2 separate regions of the Mus musculus genome follow, and region 2 is linked to region 1. A link is a contact called in public promoter capture Hi-C data. All regions are on one chromosome and are shown on one strand. Each heading gives the region's core, a stretch centred on a gene start, on an enhancer-like site or on the middle of the called end of the contact. The rest is flanking DNA. Distances are from core to core; before and after follow the strand shown. Region 1 overlaps Bnip2 (BCL2/adenovirus E1B interacting protein 2). Region 2 overlaps Nedd4 (neural precursor cell expressed, developmentally down-regulated 4).

Region 1 (2,700 bases), core at 67-2,566:
CTACTATATAAAATGATAAACTATTTTATGCTCTGCCTTTCATCTTTATGCTAAGACATTAACAAATGAAAGGTTGTTACACTCAAAGCAGAAGTGTTCAAAATTAAATTTCAAGTAGAAAGCAGAGTGTTTAACTGTTAAATGGTACACTGAATTTAGGTATTTTATCACATGTAGAGTTTGACTGGTTAGCAGGCTATTTAAGCATATAGAGAAAATCAATGTTGGTTAGCCAAAGAGTATATGCATTGCAAATATAATCATCGACCCCAAGGGAATAAGCTGTTGCTTGAAAATGTCTGTTTATCTACTTCAAAAGCAAAATGCTAAAGTTTTCAAAGGCCTGGGATTTTAGCCAGGGCTCCCAGTCACTTCTCTGGGTTCAGCACACAGAGCAGGAGAGCTCTGATACGACACACACGTTAAGCATGCTCATATTGAGCACGAGGAGCTTGGGGTTTGCCCTGTCCTCGGCTCTGGGCGACATTTATATTTACAAATGCTAGTCTCTGTTTGCAAGCTAACCAACTAGCAGCAGGGTTAGTCTGTGCAATGCAAATGGACTAGTCTAGATGCAACCCAGTCAAGGTGTGCATGTACCTTTTTTGTCTCTTTTTAAACTTTTCTTCTTCATACCTTGGTAGGGAAGAGTTATTTCAGTAAATGCACATTTTGAGATTAAAAAAAAAAAAGACTGAACGTGTAACTGTGTAGGCACAAATATGAAATGCTAACATTTAACATGATGTAGTGACTACAAACCAACTTGGTAAATCTGGTTTGGAAATACTTAAGCCTAAACCCTGAGACCAACAGTAACAGTCAGAGAAATACTGCACCACAGCACTGTGATGCCACTGCTCAACCAACAGTCTCTCCAAGTCTCTTAGAAGGCAGGCGGAAGTGAACGATGAAACAGAAAATTCTAGTTTCTGGAAAATATTAAGACCAAGCTGATTTAATCAACAACTCGTTTCTTTAGCAATGAGTTCTTTCAGTAATATGATAAACTCACTCCATGTGAGAGTGTAATACGTCGAGCAGAAAAGTTACTCTACAGGACTGCCTTTTCAGGAAGTCATCTCTCGGACTGTAAACAGCACTTAGCGTACAGAAGGACTCATGAGTGGCCATCACCTCCAGTTCTGTAAACATGGTGCTGTGAGGGGAAGCTGTGGGGTTCCTTACAAACCCTGTGTTCTGGAATACCGTGAGAGGGAAAAGCATTCCCCTTGCCCACAACCAGGAAGGGAAGGAAAGCAGGGCAGACGTACTGTTTGATGCACTCTGGTATGCCGACATACTCCATGGGAACAAGCTCTGCCAGCTCGGCCAAGTTAAAGACGTATCTGATCTTCTGACTGAACTTTGAACTGGGGAAGAAAACACAAAACAATTATCTCCGTACTTCTGACTCATAAATCTGACATTTAAATACAAGATACTTTTTTTTTAAATGGACACTCAGAAAATTACCTGATAAATGGTCGTGTAACAGCCAGAAGTGTTCGGATAAACCAAGAGGGGTGCACAATGATTAGAGACTTAAGGTTTTTCCTTAATCTGAAGACAAAAAGAAAAAAAATTATACAAAATTTCTACAAATTATAGCACAAAAAAGTTAGATATAAATAAGTATAATGCAAATTTGTACAAAATAGATGGAAAAAAAAGTCACCAACAATTTTCATTCAAGTGTAACATTCTAAAGACAAGAAAATACATTCCTGAGTTCTAAACATCCCTCCGATGCTGTGAAATAGAGTTTATTTAATTTGTCCAAGTTCATGGCTTACTTTGTCTGCTTTCAAATGCCTGCTAGCATTTCCTCCTCCGGCAAGGAAAGCTGATACTGAACATGAAAGAAAGTAAACCATCTTTTTCTGTTCAAATCTAGGGAACAAGTGGCATTTGCTTCTAATATCATGAAAAGCACTAGCTTGTAAGGGGGATGGGCAGAGAAAACCAAAGGAGTGAGCCAGGAGTCAGACTCAATAACACTTTGAAATTTAAAAATGTTCACTATAAAGTAAAAGCTTCTTTTTAGATATTTGTATGTATTAAAAAAAAAAACAATCACAGAAGATAGTGAACATGTTTTCCTAGGGGAAAAAAACAAACCCTATTAACAAGTCAGGGTAAACCACTTGAATCAACGAAGGCAACACTGAACCATTAGCAAGATTAGAGTTGCTTGATTGGTGTGGACAAATGAGTCTCAAGATAACACATTTTTAGTGATTGTTTTAAAAAACTATAGCTGGAAACCTGAGAGATGGCCTAGTTGGTCCAGTGCCTGCAGTGTAAGCATGGGGACCCAGGTCTCATTCCCCAGAACCCAGATAAAAAAGAAGAGAATGGTGTGGTACATAATCTCAGTGCTGGAACTCTCTAGGTACCTGGCTTATCAGCTCGAGGTCTGAGCTAGAGACTGTCTCAGCAACAAAGAGGCCAGCATCTGAGTAGTAAGCTTAGTGACTCCTGACGTCTACACAGAACTTGTGCACCTGCACTGGCCCCACAGGACAGTACACAGCAGAGGGACATTGTCCAACCTTTTCCAAGATGAATACTAAATAATGTGTTCTAAACGGCATAAGGAAGAATGGAGAGCAATCTTGTGTGTTTTGAAGAATTAAAGTCATTCTTACTAAAAGCAGACTCAAGTTACTCGCCATGACATTGTTAAGGGCCATCTTT
Region 2 (2,775 bases), core at 32-2,531, 2.7 Mb before region 1:
AAAGGTCTTCAGTACTGTGACAGATCCACCCCAGCATACTGACTGGGCTTCTACTCCCTGCGCTGGCACTGAGCGTACAGGCAGATGCAGGCTGGGAAGAGCAGCCCAATGCTTGGAGGCTGCACCTGACAGTAAGAGCAGCAGGTGGAGGCTGAGAGGAAGAGGGAGTTTAGGGAATGGAGGGAGGACCAGAGAATTACTGGGAGGGCATTCTATGTGGGAAGCTAAAGTTGGACCCCATCACGTGTGGTCTCTTTTTCTCGTTTCACTGCTATGGGAGCTGATACCCAAATTCTATTCTCTTCTTTTCCTCTTACTTCATCTCCATTTTTTTTCTGTCTTCCTTTCTTGTAGACCATCAAAATGTGCTACTTTATAAAGGGAACTCTAATCCTGTGTACAGTCAAACTGCATCTCTCAGGACTTGGTCTCAGAAGGCATGATCTGAGTTTATTACAGTCTGTTAACAGTCTCTGGTATTCTGTTTAGCTCAAGATTTCCTTTCTCAATTACTCATTTATTCATTCTTATGTGTTTAGATGTTAGTACCTGTGCATAACATACACTGCAGTGCCGGTAAATGGCAGAAGGCATTGTGTTCCAGGAAACTGCAGTTACAGATGGTTGTAAGGCACCATGTGGGTACTGGGAATTTAATCTGAGACCTCTAGAAAAGCATCCAGTGCTCTTAACCACTGAGCTATCTCACCAGTCCCGGGATTTCTTTATTGAATGTGGCCAATGGCTATTTTGCTCTCAGAAAAATAGGGTCTTATCAATAAAAGTGAATTTACTAAGGAGAATAAAAGAAGACACAAAGGTGGATTACAAAGGAAAAGGTGATGGGGAGGGGGAGGGAGCTGAAGGCAGATAGTGGCAGTGACTGTGATCAAGATAAATTACATGTACGGAGGGACACGTCAGAAGAAAAGCAGCCTTCTAGGATTCCGTGACATCAACAAGAAAGGCTGTTTAAAAAGGAATCCCACGCCAGGCAGTGGTGACGCACACCTTTAATCCCAGCACTTGGGAGGCAGAGGCAGGAGGATTTCTGAGTTCAAGGCCAGCCTGGTCTACAAAGTGAGTTCCAGGACATCCAGGGTTATACAGAGAAACCCTGTCTCAAAACAAACAAACAAGCAAACAAAAAAAAAAAAAAAAAAAGAAAAGAAGAGAAAGGTCCCACTGCTGAACATGAAAACAAGACACTACAGAGGGACAGCTCAGCGGTTAGGAGAGCTTGCCCTTCCATCTCCAGCACTCACACCAGGTGACTCACCAGTGGCCTGAAGCCCAGTGCAGGGAGGGCTGATGGCCTTTGGCACATTCCAAGTGTGTAAGGGTGCATGCATGCCATGTACGTGGGGGTCAGAGGACCTACTGTAGGAGCTGGTCCTTTCCTTTCCCCCTCCTATGCAGGGTTCCTTCTTGCTGCCTCTGGCACTGAGCTAGCTGGGCCTTAGGCTTCCAGGGGATTCATCTTGCTGAGGAATACGATCAAGTGGGCTGAAGACGGAGCTTAAACTTGGAGCTTCTGGCTTGTGACCAGTAAGCTGCTTCCCTGGCACAAGAGCATTTCTTTGAAAATGTGTATTACTTTTTAAAGATCTGCTTTAGTGTTGCCCATGTAAATTCAGTAAGAAAAATGGAAAAAAAAAAAAGGTACTTAATTTCTTATTTTAATGCTTTAGAAAAAGAAATGGTTTTAAGTTTGAGAAAGTACAACTATACCCCCAAACACTACTGGGAAAGAATATTTTCTGTCTTCCCTAAGAAATATGGATTATCTATTTTCCTCATAAAATAATTTTCTACAAGGCAAGAAATCCTAACTACTAGTCTTAAAGCCAATATGCAAATACCTACAATTTAATGGAGTCAGAAGGGCCAGAAAGCAAGTACAAAGTACTTAGACAAACATTTTATCCTAATCTTGTAGAATTCATACAGATGATCGTAAATAACACAAAATGAAACGTTACACACAGCTAATCAGAGCCACACTATACTCAGAAATGTAAGAAGCCCAGAGCTCACCTCCCTCCAAAATTGCACTTGTTGTTTTTTTCAAATAGCAGAATTTGAAATATGTAGTCACAAACTACACATCACAGGACCAGGCAAGACGTCTCTGGTCTCTCGCTGCCCAGAAGATAAATAAGCACATTCGTGGGTCTGAATTCCTCGGCCTTTGCATAAACAAACGACACGCTTACATCTCTCGAAATTATAAGGTGGCCTCTGAAGGAATTCAAACATTGTGATGGGAGGCCAAAGCATAAAGCAAGGCGAGTCTACACCACAGAGGCAAACCAAACCATGAATGAGGTGCCTGTGAACCATGCTCAAGCAAAGCTGGGGCGAGCTCCCATGTAATGAAATGCTGCTAAACTTCAAAGTCTCTGGGAAAGCCTTTTCTTCCTTCATAGCAAAGTTCATTTCAAGCAGAAATCCAAATGTAAGAATCCCTCTGCGTGACAAGGCCATGGACAGACATTTGTACCCCAAAAAAATCTCTTAAAAGCTTGCAATGTGGGCCAGTGAGATGGCCACAATAAAGGCACTGTGAATGAAGGTGAGACCTCACAGTGGAAGGAGGGGACATTCAAGCTGTCCTCTGACTTCTGCAGTGTTCTACGGAACACCCATGCACACGAGCAAGCACAAACCCACGAGCACACTCCGTGGAGGAAGGAAAAAGGAATGAATGTGAACAGGGGCTGGAGACACAGCAGGTAAGACCACTCACTGGGTTCAACTCCGGCACCCACATAG

The links. Promoter capture Hi-C pulls out the DNA fragments that hold promoters and counts their contacts.
Region 2: a promoter capture Hi-C map of liver shows a contact between it and region 1, with 2.7 times the contacts expected there. The contact joins two enhancer-like sites. A contact is called at or near these places in 2 of 39 promoter capture datasets (erythroid cells and liver) and 1 of 9 other capture datasets (adipose tissue).

What each region holds. Positions count from the first base shown.
Region 1 is chr9:70,002,242-70,004,941 of GRCm38.p6, reverse strand. Bnip2 (BCL2/adenovirus E1B interacting protein 2) reads right to left here. Exons shown (of 11, transcript NM_016787.4): 8 at 1,477-1,563; 9 at 1,275-1,373; 10 at 601-636. Among named protein-coding and RNA genes, the nearest start is that of Gtf2a2, 9.0 kb to the left of the region's middle. Within about 2 kb of position 1,316, at least 7 of the 459 cell types and tissues checked have an H3K27ac peak or open chromatin away from gene starts, as enhancers often do. A contact at or near this core is called in liver, where this site is marked.
Region 2 is chr9:72,713,692-72,716,466 of GRCm38.p6, reverse strand. The region is part of intron 4 of Nedd4 (neural precursor cell expressed, developmentally down-regulated 4); the gene reads right to left. Among named protein-coding and RNA genes, the nearest start is that of Nedd4, 22 kb to the right of the region's middle. Within about 2 kb of position 1,281, at least 63 of the 459 cell types and tissues checked have an H3K27ac peak or open chromatin away from gene starts, as enhancers often do. A contact at or near this core is called in liver, where this site is marked.